Linked DNA regions of Mus musculus: region 1 is linked to region 2. Evidence: chromatin contacts called from public Hi-C data. All regions are on one chromosome and are shown on one strand. The core of a region is the stretch at or near the end of the contact, and the rest is flanking DNA. Distances in the headings are between cores, read along the strand shown.

Evidence for each region. Hi-C and Micro-C count contacts between places; a contact is called where the count stands out from the background.
Region 1: a contact with region 2 is called in a Hi-C map of myocytes, with 2.7 times the contacts expected there. The contact joins two enhancer-like sites. A contact is called at or near these places in 1 of 39 promoter capture datasets (the 3T3-L1 cell line), 1 of 15 datasets of contacts at CTCF or cohesin (the NIH/3T3 cell line) and 6 of 484 Hi-C or Micro-C datasets (cerebral cortex, cortical neurons, frontal cortex and 3 more).

The regions. Positions count from the first base shown.
Region 1 is chr7:111,364,748-111,371,738 of GRCm38.p6, reverse strand. No RefSeq gene overlaps it. Among named protein-coding and RNA genes, the nearest start is that of Gm33145, 83 kb to the right of the region's middle. Within about 2 kb of position 4,303, at least 44 of the 459 cell types and tissues checked have an H3K27ac peak or open chromatin away from gene starts, as enhancers often do.
Region 2 is chr7:111,177,217-111,184,536 of GRCm38.p6, reverse strand. No RefSeq gene overlaps it. Among named protein-coding and RNA genes, the nearest start is that of Gm33098, 29 kb to the left of the region's middle. Within about 2 kb of position 4,751, at least 101 of the 459 cell types and tissues checked have an H3K27ac peak or open chromatin away from gene starts, as enhancers often do.

The sequences.
Region 1 (6,991 bases), core at 3,054-5,553, 190 kb before region 2:
GCCAGAAGCCATTCCAGTAAATCCTTGTTATTAACATACAGGCATTCTATCAGTTCTAGTCCTCAAGAGAACCCTGCCTAATACAATCCTTAACTGAGCCATGTCCACAAAGAATGGAATGGATAGAACATTCAAAAGTTCTAGAGGTTGGGGAAGGGCTATCTTGGGGCCTAGCAAAGTCTGTAAACATGCAGGTAGATAGGGGAGCCTGCAGAAAGATTTCCTCATCTTGTCAACCTTGATCACCCTCCATGCAGTTAAGACCCTCTGCTCCACACAACACCGGGTCCACTGTGCTTAGGTAGATCTGCAGAGGGACAGCCACCAGTGAAGCCCTGAGCCCAGAGGAGCTGGGGCAAGGTCTCACTTAACATGGTTCCTGACTATTGCTCTAGGCCTTTCTATCAACTTCACATTCATTGGTGGCAGAGATGGTTTGGTTTCCCACATAACATCAGGATGGACATACTAACAATGTACAAGTCTTTAAAGGGCAGAGATTGTCCTGAAGCCTCCATTGCACCACTAACCCTGACACCTTCTGTTTCTGTAGTAGTCTGTGCAGAATCTTCAGCTTTCCTTTAATTCAATGTTGAGCCAGAGAAGAACAAGAGAAAGGAAGGACTCCTCCCTTTGCCTGGCTGCTCCTTTCTTGCTGGGCTCGAAAGAGGCAAGAAGGGAAGAAAATACAGAGAGATATATGAAAGATATCTTAGGTTTTGGGTTTTTTTTCCAGGAAATTTATCCATCTGTCATGGGACTGGTTAAGTGGTCCCTGTAAGGTAGCCTCTGAGTCTGATGCCTAAACTTGAAGTCTACAGGGTAATCTTGTAGTCTGGAACCCAGCTGTGCTTTCTGAGCCTGTCCTTAGTGAAGGCCTGGGCCTCAGGAGGGCAGGCCCCCTGGCACTGAGCTAAATACGTGTACAGCAAGAAAATGAGCCAACGGCTCAGTGAGTATGTCAGCATGCTGGAAGCCTGCCACCACTTCCCTTTTACCTCCAGTCTCAAGAAGTCCCTCTGGGACCCAACTGGAAACAGGCAGAAATGGAACTATTGTATATTGACAAAATGCACTGACACATTACAAAGTGTCCTGGGTGAGATTTCCTGGGAAGTGACTCTTACAGAGCTTTGCAATCCAGGGGCCTGGGGGCATGTCCTTGGGCAGAGTGCTTAGCTGAACTGAGAGGCAGCTACAGTAGGATCTAGTACAGTGTGGCACAGTGGAGCCAGCATGGCCTACAAAGCTGCCAAGGCTGCCTCAGAAAGAGCATATGACCTTGGGCAAACAGCAAGGCACAAGAGTCATTTCTAGAGCCTCGAGGCCTCTGCAGTCACCACTCCTGGCAGCCGTAAGTTTGATTGCCATGAGAGAGACAGCATAGGCACAATACCCAGTATGCCTGCCCAGCATGTTGTCATCTGGGCAAGTGCACAGAAATGGCCACAAGACTTTCTGTGTAGGGTAATAGGAAAATTCTGCCCCTTTCTAGAAGCTCCCTGCATTGTAGCAGCCCTGATTCCCATTTCCACATCTCCATGCAGCTACGGGGCCTGCAGTAAGAATCCTCATAGCTTTGCTATGATCTGTGGTTCAACTAATTTCTTCCCCAGGATGTGCTCAGACACCCTTAAAGAACCTGGGTTCAAAGGACACAAATTCCTGGGAAGTAGTAAGAGTCATTTGAATTCTCTGAGAGGTGAGCTGAGAGAGCCACCGTACAGCCCCACCCCTAGGACAGCTGCTAGAAACCCCATTCCCTCCACACTAGAGGGGTTCACTTCAGCCCCAGCTGCTAATTTCTTGGCCTTGTAACATCTACAAGTAGCAGAAGACTCAATGGGTAGCTGACACCCTGCCATTCTACCACCTCTTACACACCACTATTCTCAAACATCCTCAAAGTAAAATTATCCTCTAAAAGTTATAAATGAAAATGAAGAACTTCAGGTCTCCATCTGTAATTCTCTGTCTTCAGGGCTCCCCTTATACACACACACACACATACACACACACACACACACACACACACACACACACACACACACACACATCATCATCATCATCATCATCATCATCATCATCATTGTCATCCTCGGAGCCCAGACAGTGGCCTCGAATTTTGTCTTCTCAAATCTCCTCCTGCCCCCTTCCAATCTGTGTGCCATCCCATAAACAGAATGGTCTTTTAAAAATACACATTTATGATCATATGTTGCCTGTCCTTAAATTCCTTTAGTGTCTTTCTACCTATCAAATTTAAAGACTAGTGTGTGTCTTTGTGACTATGTCCATACGTGTTTTTGCATGTGTGTGGATATGTGCGTATGTATGTGTGCATGGATGCAGATACTCAAGGTTGACACTGGGAATTGTCCTCAGTGGCTTCCACCTTAATCACTGAAGATATGGCTCTCAATTACATCCAGAGTTCTCCAGCAGGGCTTGTTTCCCAAGCTAGCTTGCTCTGATGATCCCCTGTCTCCACTTTGCAAGGCTGGAATTATAGGCAAGTCACCATACACCCCTGTCATTCATACAGATTTACCTGGGGTCTAAATTCTGGTCCTCATGCTTAGACAGCAAGTGCTTGAAACACCGAGAAATCTCTCTGGCTCCTTCTTATTTTTTGAGACAGACAGGGGCCTTTTATTGAACCTGGAGTTTATCAAGTTGCCTAGTAACCTGGCTAGTCAGTGTTGTTCCAAGGATCTGCCTGTCTCCATTCGCCTCTCCAGCACTGGAGTCATGCCACCTCACCTTGCTTTTATATGGATGTTGGGATCCAAACTTGTCCACAAGCATGTATGTCAGTCAATTTAAAGACTGAGCCATCTCTTTGGCACTATGGAGCAAACTGTTAACCTGACCCATGAGTCTTTACATGGCCCTCCAAGGCCCCAGACCACCTCCTGCTCTTGGCTGCTCCTTCTCCCAGCCTCCAGCTGCTGTTGAGTAACACTGCCAACTTATCAGTTGTCACATGGTTGTATGTCCACTGACACAAGTCCCCAGTGATGTTCTGTGTGACAGACAGACTGTAACGCTGTTTCTCAAACCATGTAACATGAGCTAATGCATACAAACTTCTACTCAGTTCCTGATCTGTGGCATGGATGTGATCATATTACCTGTAGCTATGGGAGCCCAGGAGAAAAGCCACAAGGAAAACATAACTCTAGGCACATTCAGAAACCCCAGCAGTGGGCACAATTCATTCTCAGGCCTTGCCAGGGTCTTCCTGGGAGCCAGGCCAGGTCTGTATGTACTCCCACAGCTTCTTGTCACAGCAAATCAAAAAATGACTTTGTCTGTCCTTAGATTCCTCATGGCAGAAATCTTGCCTGTTTATTTACTGCAGTCGTAGGGCCTAGCCTTGTTTCTCTTGTGTTCTTTTATTCTGGTACAGTTGGGAGGGTGTGGATACAGGACAGAGCACATACATTCTCTTGCTGTATTTGGAGATGTAGTCATAAGGCAAGGGAAGGAATCCAAAATGTGTCCTGAGGAGATCTAGCAGCTGATGGTCAATCTATGAATGCTCCTTTCTGCCTCCCCAGGCTTATTACAATACATTCTGCATGGCTGTAATGTTATGTCATTTTGTTTTCTGCAACTCAGTGGTAGAGCATATCCATCAAAGGCCAGTTCTTCTCTGTGTTTGAACAAGAGAAAGACCATAGTGATGCTCTGGGAAGATCTTATGCTATGAGTTTAGAGGACCACATTTTAGCCCTGTGTTGTCATTGAGTCTCTGTGTCACCTTGCACTATAACTAGGACCCCAAGACACACTTGACTCACAGCAATTGAAACACTGGGATGTTCACTGAATCCCAGGAAGTAGTAGCTAGCTTACCTGTATACCTTACTGACTCAGGCCTAGGTCCCATAGAATAGTACTCTCATGTAGCATATCCCAGAGAAAGCTAAGGAGGACACCTCTCCCACGGTGGGCCTGAGGCTACCGAGACTGGTAAGTTGTACGGTGATGGTGAGAAGTGCGGATCAAGCTGCAGCCACTGCCAGGCAGGCCACACCGGGAATAACTGTGACAGTAGAACTGCCATGAACTTGGGGAAAGAGCTGGGCTCAGAGATGCAGCCAAGAGAGGCCAAGAAGAAGACTTACTGATGACTCAGTCTCTGAGAATCCACCTTGGTCGTAATTCCCTGCAATTAGAAGCTTGAAAATCCCCCATCTTCCAGCTCTTAAGTGGAGTTCCGGCTGTTTCTATTCCTGGAGCCAAATGGCTGCTGACTAAGTCATCTTCTCATACCAGATGCCAACAGAACAAAACCTTAGCCAATAAGAGGGCTCCACTCATGACAGCTTCATCTGTTTCAAAGACCTCTGTCTTCACCCATCTGTATTAGTCAGCATTCCATCACATAAGGAATTGCCTGAAGTAACCAACTTACAGAGAGAAAAAGTTTATTTAGGTTAATAGTTCTGGAAGCTTTAGGATATGATTGATTGTCCCTGTCACCCTGGGCCTGGGGCAAAGTAGTAAATTGTGGTGGGAGTATATGGGAGCAGAAAACACCACAGCTGGGAAGCCAAAGAAAACTAGAGAAGGGCGGGGCTGGAATCCCAGCATCCTATTCCAGAGTACACTCCCAATGACCTAAGGATGTCCCACTGGACACCACCCCTTAAAGTTCCATGATCTCCCAAAGGCACCATGTTGAGGACCAAGCCCTTATCACATGGACTTCGGCACATACATTCCTGGCAATATCAATATTTTTATTTGACTGCACTAGATCAGAGAAAGGGGCACCTTAGTGTTTCATTATGCAAATGAGGAATCAGATCTAGTGAGGGATGAGTATGGAGTCGCCCAAGGCCTCAGAAGTGCACGTTAGCCTGGCCGTACTCTAGAGGGTCTCTGTGGTGACCTCACAAGGCCCCCTTTCTACAGTGAGATCTATACCTTGAGCCGAAGCTGGTACAAAGTCAAGGTTCTTCGTGGAATTCTACTGTAGAGCAGTCTCAGTTCTTGTGGCAAGTGCCCAGAAAGCATCATGGGAGGAGCCATGGCTGCTGGACTGTGGATGCAGGGGGAAGGAAAGGGAAACAAGCAGTCCTGTCGACTAGGAAACTAGACATGTTCCAGAGGCCCACCAAGCCCCACCCAGCTCCCATGCATGCCCAGAATGAGCACTGCAGCCAAGTGGTTACCCTTTCAAAGCCAGAAGAGAGACCCTGTTGGATGGGACTCACCTTGATGAGTAGTCACGAATACCAGCAGATCCTGTGAAATGTGAGCACCGAGAGAAGTGAGTCCCCAGAAGCATCATCTTGGAAACCAAGAGCCTAAAGTGGCTGAGGAGGTAATTCCAAAGACTTTTCCATTTTCCTAAACTTGCCACCAGAAGAAAACTAAAAGATGACTTCTTGAGGATGCATTCCTGTGAGTGCAAAGCCATGGAGTCTGGAGTTATTTGAACTACATGAAATGTGTACTGTTCAGCTTTGGTGGTCTCTATGGCTACTAAGCCATGGCATGGCACTAAGCAGGCTTGTAACAGAGATTGATGTGGGTTGGCTTAAAGTGCTATTATCCCATTTCTCAGATGGGACATTGGACCTCAAGACCCTGAGGTCAATTACATGGCCCTCTCTCCAGAAACTGGATTCAGGTAGCATGGCTCCACCTTTGGTCCACAGTTGATGCTCTGTTGGCTTGCCTGTGAGCAAAACTAACTCAAAGAGAGGAGGCTGTCAGAGGCCTATAATTTCCTGAGGTCCAAGGTCATGGGCCTAACTCCATAGCCTATTAACACACACTATGTAAAAACTTACAGCTTCTCTGACCTTTTGAAGGATCTGAGAAAAATGTGTTCCCTGGGGTCTGAACCTAACTTTTGGCTTCCCTGTGTGTGGAGATGCAGAGCCTTTGAGAAAGCAGGAGCAGGGGGTCAGAGAACCCAAAGAATGGATTGTGTGCAAGGGTCCTGCTTTCTCAGAGCTTGGTTTCTCCATAATAAAACACAGGCAAATGAGATGGCCTTCCACATCTCTACTCATTCTCTGCTTCCAGACAGTTCTCAATGGCTCGTCTGAATTTTCCTCACAGAGAAGCAGCTGACTTAAGCTTTAGGTTGCACCATTTAGCAGCTGGCACATGGCAGGCCCTTGGTAAATGTCCCAGAGTTAATTTAAGGGCTGCCTCGGGCATCTAGAGTTTCTCATCATATCTGCATCTATCCCATAACTCCCTAACACTCGATGAGCCATGTGGGCTACGGTACAGTCTGTGGTTTATGAAAAATATCTCAGAGATCACATCCCGACCAGGGGGCATGAAATCCCTGGGAAGAAGGAGCCCAGAATGTCATTGAGGCTGACAAAGAGACCGCATAAAATCAAACCAGACCAATTTCACTCATGAATCTAAATGTGAAAATCCCAGACAAAATGCTAGCAAATTGGATTCAACAGTATATTAAAAGAATAATTTACCACAGCCAAGTAGGTTTCCCAAAGAAGGCAATGCTGTTTTAATATTAGTAAATCTGTTTATGGAGCACACAAGTGGATCAAATAAGAGATGCCATATGATTATCTCAACAAGAGCAAGAAAACCAACCATGAAGATTCATCATGAATTCCAACAGGGCCATTCTCTAAGATACTAGGGGGATAGTAGTACATACTGACAGCCGTGGGGATTTTTGTTTTGGTTTGGTTTTGGTTTTCAGGAGGAAGAAGTCCCATAACCAAATGCCTTTCTCCTATTTGAGAAATCCCCAGGTTATGAGTGTGTGTTATGAGTGTGTATGTGTGTGTGCATGCACATTTCTGTGTATTCATTATGTGAATTGGGGAGGGAAGGTAATGGGTAGAAGTCAGAGGACCAATCCCATATTGTCCTGTTGGGGAAGCTACCCACCTCCTTGGACACAGTGTTTCCCACTAGCTCACCAATTATGTTGGTCTGGCTAGCCAGGGAGGTCCAGAGAACCACCCCTCCCCTTCTCCCC
Region 2 (7,320 bases), core at 3,502-6,001:
AATCACATAACTAAAAATAAACTCACAACTGGGCAGTAGGGGGGGGGGGACAAAGATGATATTCTCTCTGGAGCCTCCTGAGTGAACACAGCCTTTGACTTCAGCCTCATAAAACATTTCAAAGTTAATAAACGTGTGTTGTTTTATAATGTAGCATTTATGTTCATTGCTGTGATAGTCTTAAGAAACTAGGCGCAAAAGGTAAAACTCAAAGTAACTGCTGTTGCTAAGATGGAACCATTGTCTCTGGCACTCTGATGTCCACAGGGAGCCAGAAGCTCGGCACTTCATAAAGGAGGAAAGCCAGCTCCCTGCCCAGGGCTGCAGGCTACAGCCCTCCATCCTCCTCTTCCCCCTCAGCCTAGGAAAACTGGAGGAGGCTTCAAGGGAGAGTGGGGAAACCTACTTGAATTCAAGAGCTTATTTCTGTAGGAAATCACAGTCCATTCCAGCGAGTTCAGAACTTCTGAAATGAGAGGAAACTGACAATATATATCTAAAGACAATATGAGTTCTTATGCCGTTTTTAAAACTACCTACAATTGTAGAGAGGGCTAAAAGCTTTCTTTTTTTAGGAGAAATGTTAGTCGTGGGCGTGTAGTGTTTCAGCGTTTTAGACTGCGGATGGGGAATACTACAGAGCTTTCTTTATGTATTATGTGTGCTCCCATGCTTCAGGGGATCTGATGCACTGATCCTCAAAAGGCTATTCCAAGCGAGGAGGAGAGCTTGCTGTATATCCAGTACAGACTATACACACAACAGCAGAGCCCTTCTCTGGGAGGCAGAGACTCTGGTTCCAGAGCTCAGCTGTCAGTCAAGTGTGACCTGACTTGAGCCAGTTTCCTCCAGGCTGCTCTAATGAGAGAGCCTGAGTCAGGGATCTCACTGCAAGTAACGGTAGTGACTCTAGCTAAGAATAGCCTGAAATTTGCTGTCACTGGGAGACCAAAGAAAAGCTGGGATACCAAACTTGGGACCCAGGAGAACCCAAGGAAACCAAGCACAGGAATCATGGCAACGTCGATCCCTACGGACCAAATCATTAGGAGCCTGCTGTTTCCCCATGGTCACTCACTATTACAACTCAGCCTTGAAACACATGTTCCAAAGGTTCTGAAAACAACGCTTGGCTGAGCCAGGGTCCTGGTGCACCAAGAGGAGAAGACTTGGGTTCTGGCATGGGACTTTAAACAGAGAGAAGAGGAGTTGGGAACATAGCTCAGCTGGAAAACTGCTGACCTGCACGCAGAAAGCCCTGGGTTCAATCCCCTGCACTGAATAAACTGGTGTGCTGGCACACGGGTAATCCCAGCACTCAGGGAGTGGAGCAGGAGAATCAGAACATCAATATCATCTTTGGCTACATAGGATATTAGAGGCCAGCCTGGGTATGTACAGGAGACCCTGCCTTCATCATCATCATCACCATCACCATCACCATCATCATCAGCATCATCGAGGAAACAATGGCAGATCGTGTGAAGACAGGAATTCCTTTATATTCCAAATTCCCCAAGCCAGGAACATCAGCATCTTCAGAGACACTACAGCTTGGGTCCAGACTGGCAAGAAAATGTAGTGATACATGGGAGAGAGGGAGTTACCTAAGTCAATGAATCTACCTTCTTATGGTGTGTGGGCTTTGTCTACATACAAACCCACCATGTCTCCTTCCCATACCATCACAGTCCTTACTCTTTCCTTGGCTCCCACTCCAGCCTCCTTGCCAACCTTCACCCACAGATCCAGTCCCACTACCCAAGGAAGCTGCAGTCCTGCCGGCCCCCTCCTTCAGAGAGCCATCACTAATGTCCCTTTCACAGTGAACCTTCAACATCAAAACTGTCTCTTGAGACTCTTAGTAACAAACAAGCCACCGCCCCACTCTGGTCTGAGAAAACTTGTCTGTCCCTTTTCCTTTCTCTGGCTAGAGACCACCAGAGCCAGAGCCAGTTCAAGGGTTGAGGGCAGCCTCTGCTCTATAAAGTTCTGCCTTGGAGACTGCAGGGAGTCAGCTGTCTGAAAGATTTAGACTGAGTTGGAGGGACACCATGTGGCCACAACTAGTATGACATTAAGCCTGAGACCTTTCTGTAGTAGTGTAAATACTATGACATTAGGGATACATCAAGAGGAAAAGCTAACATTGACACTTAACTATCTAACACCACCATTTTTATTTCTAATCCTTTCCTTCAATGTTCGCTGACGATTGCAACCACACACATGGAATGTGCCTTCCTTTCCGGTGGCATCTGACCCTCAGCATGTTCCACCCTCAGTCAAGGCTTTCACCACCACTCTCCCCAGAGCTGGTCAGTGCTTGGTAAATTCTAGTGTTCTCAAGTGGCAAGTGGGGCATTGAACCACTGGAGCGGCGTGGTGACTTAGAGCACCATCACCAAGTGGTACAGACAGGTTAAGCCATGGCCGTGCTGCTCATGGACTGTGGGGTCTGAACTTCCCTGAATCCCATTCTCCATTTCTGTCTAGTGGATGGAGGCGGTGAAACTATTTCCAAGGTTGCTAAGAGCTGAAGGAGACAGTGTCTGAGGAAATGTGCCTAGCACAGCGCCTGACCACAGCCCTGACACAGGCACCCCTTCAGGACAGGATTCCTGGACAGGAAGGGATCCCTGGAGCCACACACGCCTACGAGCTGGCTGAAAGCTGAAAAAATCAAATAAGGCAGGTCAGACAGGTAGGTCTAGAAGCTTACAGTACAAGTAAGATTTCAAGCAGGCCCTTTTGCCTCTTCTTGCCAGAACCATGAGCTATTTGTGCCTATCGCTCCTCCCAGCTACAGGAGAGACCAGCTTCCTCACTGCCTCCTCAAAACCAAGGCACTGAGAATCAAGTTAACCAAGACATCTCACACACATACACATGCAAACACATGCACGTACATATGTACTACACATACATTGTTTACACATACATGAATACACACATTTATACACACATACATCCACATATCTACATACATGTATACACATACAAATTCTCATACACACTGGAGCATCATGAGGGATCTGACTGAGGTAACTCTGCCCAGAAAGTTTCTTTAGGAATCACCTGACTCTGAGTGGACCCTAAGGAGCAAAATAAAACAGGGAAGAAAAAGCCAGACCCACATGAGGGTTCTCCCAGAGTCACCCTCCGGAGAGTCGGGCGGCACTTGGTGCAGAAGCCTTTTCGATGACCCTGTGTTGGCCACACTGTGAATTAAAATCGCTCCCTCCCCCTGCTCTCCAGTCCATGTCTTTTTGTATAAGGAGTAGGCACAGGGAGAAATAAGGCTCGTGAGCCACCAACTGTGACGGCTTTCCAGGTTTTCTCAGTGTAAGAATAGTGCAATGGTCAGCTACAGTAGGGACAGACCTGTGCCATCAGGGAAGGTGTCCCAGAGGGAGTGTCCTTTGGCCAAGGTGATATAGAAGGGTCAAATTAAAGGCTGCACACTGATAAAGCTGTTTATTGCCATCCATCCAGCTGACCACCAGAAGGCCTAAACTAGGACAAGTCTATGGATCAAGTGGGAACAACTTCATCAGAAATCTCTGAGGAGTTAAACAAAGCACACACACACACACACACACACACACACACACACACACACCGTCTCCTCCTTATCTATCACTTGGGCTTTGTGCAGAGGCCCAAGCAGGTCTAAGGAAACCCCAGAAGCTGAGTGTTTAGTGAGCTTTGCCCACAGTCCCAAGCTTACACAAAACCAGCCTCTGCCACAATCACCCCAACAGTCTCCCCTAAACTCCTCCTTGCCGTTTCCACCTCCTCAGCCCAGAAGGTTCAGCTCCTGCTCTGCAAACACCTCCTCCTCCTTCACAACCCAGTTGCTCAGACGTTGCAAGGAAAACCCTTTCAGGATGGTCCCTCCATACCAGTGAGCAATTAGCTTTCTACAAACCACTTCATTAACCCTCTAAATAAGACCTACCGAAGGGTTTTCCTACTAAACTTGATGTTACAGACAAGCAAACCAAGACACGGGCAGTGAAGAAGACACAGCTAAGCCCTATGCTGCTGGGAAGTCTTTCTATCAGCAGGTCTGCTCAGAGCAGGAGACAGACACAGTGCTAATGCCGGGGCCCTGGAGGGCTAGCTCAGGGTACAAAATATTGTAGCCTCTCAGTAAGCATATGAATAAAGAAGGCAAGCAAATATGCCTCTTTCCATCTGTTCTCAGCTAGAACCCAGCCACAAGCACCCTCTCCTCTGGCTCTGCTCTCGATTCCCCCCACCCCACCCCCAACCCCCGTGTCTCCTGCCTCTCCTTCACCAAGGCCTATATCCCCTTCCTCAAATCCAGCCACCTAGTGGTCAAGCCCTGAAGCCCCTACCCTGATGCTCACCATGCAACAGAGAACACCCTCCCCACCCCACTCCTGGCCCCTCCATGTGGTATTAGCTGAAGGAGTTGCCAGGCCTCTGGAGCCATCTCTTTTCTGGGACTGGGCCAAGCCTCTCCTCACATCTCTGCCTGCTCCCTCAGTGCCTCTGGTCCTGCTCTTGATTCTTCTCTTCACTCCCTTCCCATTCTTCTTCCTACTTGTCCCCTCCTCCCCAGCCCTCTGCCCAGGTCCCCTCTCCCTTTCTCTCTCACCTCCTCCCTCCATTCTACCCCTGGCCTCTCTAGTTTTTCCCCTCTCTGCCTTCCCAGACCTCCCACTCTCTCTTCCGTGCAGCCAGCCTTGGCCTCTCTCCAAAGGAGGTCAGCTGACTGCCCTGCTCTTGGGAGCTTGCGTCAGACCCAGCAGACCTTGGGGCCCTTTCCTTGGACCTCTAGAGGCCTCATTACAGCCTCCAGGCCTCCTACTACCAGCATCAGAGCCCTCCCCTCCCTAGGGGACATGTCCCCAAGCTCTCTGGGCCCCTCGCCTCCATCTTGACGCTATCAGGAATGAACACAACACAGGATGCTCTCTGTGAGCCCTGGGGGTGGGTTCCAGAAGAGGCCCAGCACCCGTACCTTATCAGAGTTTACTCCCATTTTTATTTCCCTTGAATCTTAAATGCGATTACTCTGTGTGCCAGACATGTAATCTCTGTCTTCCAGGAGCTGGTGGGAAAGAAACACTAAGCTGTAAAGTGGTAGATAAAATAGAGGGATTCACAGAAATGGGTCATTTGTCTGGCATGGTAACATGTGCCTTTAATTCCAACACTAGGGAGAGAGAGACAGGAGGATTTCTCTGAGTTCTAGTCCCACCACAACTACATAGTAAAACCAGGTTTGGTTTGGGGGGGCCAAGGATGGGGATCAACACTGGAGAGATGGCTAAGCAGTCTAGAGCAATTGCTGCTCTTTTGGAGGACCCAGGTTCAGTTCTCAGTGCCCACATCTGGCACCCTCTTCTGGCTTTGTCAAGTACCAGGCATATACACATGCAAACAAGCAGGGAAAAATACTCCGTTGTACAAAATGTAAATACACAAATAAATATAAATACTCAAATAAATAAATACACAAATAAATGGTTTTCTTTTTAAAAAAAAAAACTACATTTCTGAGTAAGTAGTTCAGTTAATATTTAACTCAGAATTTTCCCCAGCATCCCAGCATGACAGATGATGGGCTTATATATACTGTCAGCCCACTATTTCATTCTAATATTCAATCAACCTTTAAAAGGGCTCATGTAGCCCAAACTAGCCTGAAACTCACTATGTAGCCCAGGCTGGCCTAGAATTTCTGATTGGCCTTCCTGTGTCTCTCGAGTGCTGAGATTCCAGTCATGAGCCACCACACCTAGGTTATGTGGCACAAGAGACTCAGTCCCAGGACTCTGTGTACACTGCACAAGCACTCTACAGGCTGAACTACATCCCTAGCCTGAATTTCCAGTTTCGTGATAAGACATCACTTTTGCTTTCTTTCCATGAATAACAGAGGCTAGATCTGGAACCTGGCTTTTTTCCCTGGTACTAGGTTATTGAACCCAGGGTCTTGTGTGTGTGCACTAGGCAAGTACTCTACCAGCTAAGCTAACCTCTGCAGAGCTAGCCTACAGAACTGCTCAATTGCTACCAGCTAAGCTAGCCACTACAGAGCTAGCCTACAGAGCTGCTCAATTGCTACCAGCTAAGCTAGCCACTACAGAGCTAGCCTATAGAGCTGCTCAGTTGCTGACTCTTTCCAGTTCTACCAGTCACTACAGTACCACTTACCTGGGCAGTGTCAGAGGCAGCTCTGTTAGTAAGCAAGCAAATGTTAGATTAGCTGATGGCTTGCAGCTGCTCTATCAAAACCGCTGTGTTTTCCTCAGTGAAATTTCTGTCTGAATGACTCCATTTATGTAGCAGAAACAAGCTAATATCCTATAGATGCTGTTCATTTCCTTCTTTACTGAGAGGATACAGCCAGGGACTTGCTTTCATGGAGTGTCGTGTGTCCTTACCAGGTGTCCCCACACCCAAGTCTCCCTCCCAAATGTTCTTGTTCCCCAGGTACTTGTGTTCTGAGAACATTTGAGGTATACTCCTGCCTCAAAGGACTCTCCTCTTCCCCTGGGTGTGATCTCCGGATATTTTTTAGCCCACATTCTTAGGAAGCCAAATAAAGTTCCCTCTTGTCAATAAAGCTTTCTCAGAATCCTTCGGGATTTTTTTGCCTCTAAGCTCAGTACCTGTAATGGTACAATCAGAAGAACTACAAAGCACTGTTACTTCTAAACATGCAATAAGAAAGCTGGCGTGGTGGCTCATACCTGTAACAGGCTATGAAGGGAGGTACCTGAGTTTGAGGCTAGCCTGGGCTACATAGAGAGTTACAAGTCAGCCTGTACTAAATGGCAAATGGGGAAAAAAAAAGCATGACTTAGATGTCAGACTGAACCAATTCATATCTCAGCATCTACTTATTAAAATAAAATTAATAAAACTTGGGAAAGTCCCTGAACCTCAATCTTCTCATCTAGGGACAGAGATAGGCCTATGGGGTGTCTGAGGAAGTGGCCTGAGCACAATGTGAAGTGCTTTGCAAGTCCTGCATACTAGATAGGCAGTTGGTGTTCTTTTTATCATTACTGATAGTGTTGAAAATGGGAGCTAGACGTTCACTAGCAAGTTCTGAAGTTCATTGATTTAATAAAGTAATTTCCTACCAGAGGAAACTAGCTGTCAAAGATTTTCACATTAAAAACTAGTGGCAACTCTGAAACTCCAGTGACAGCCCACTCCCTAGGTTTTGGCCATCTAGTGCCAATTGTCTGGGACTCCTTGTTCAGAGGCCCCAGAGGAATGCTCACTTGATCTGTACTCAGCTTCTAGAATCTGGAATGATTCTAACAGCGAACT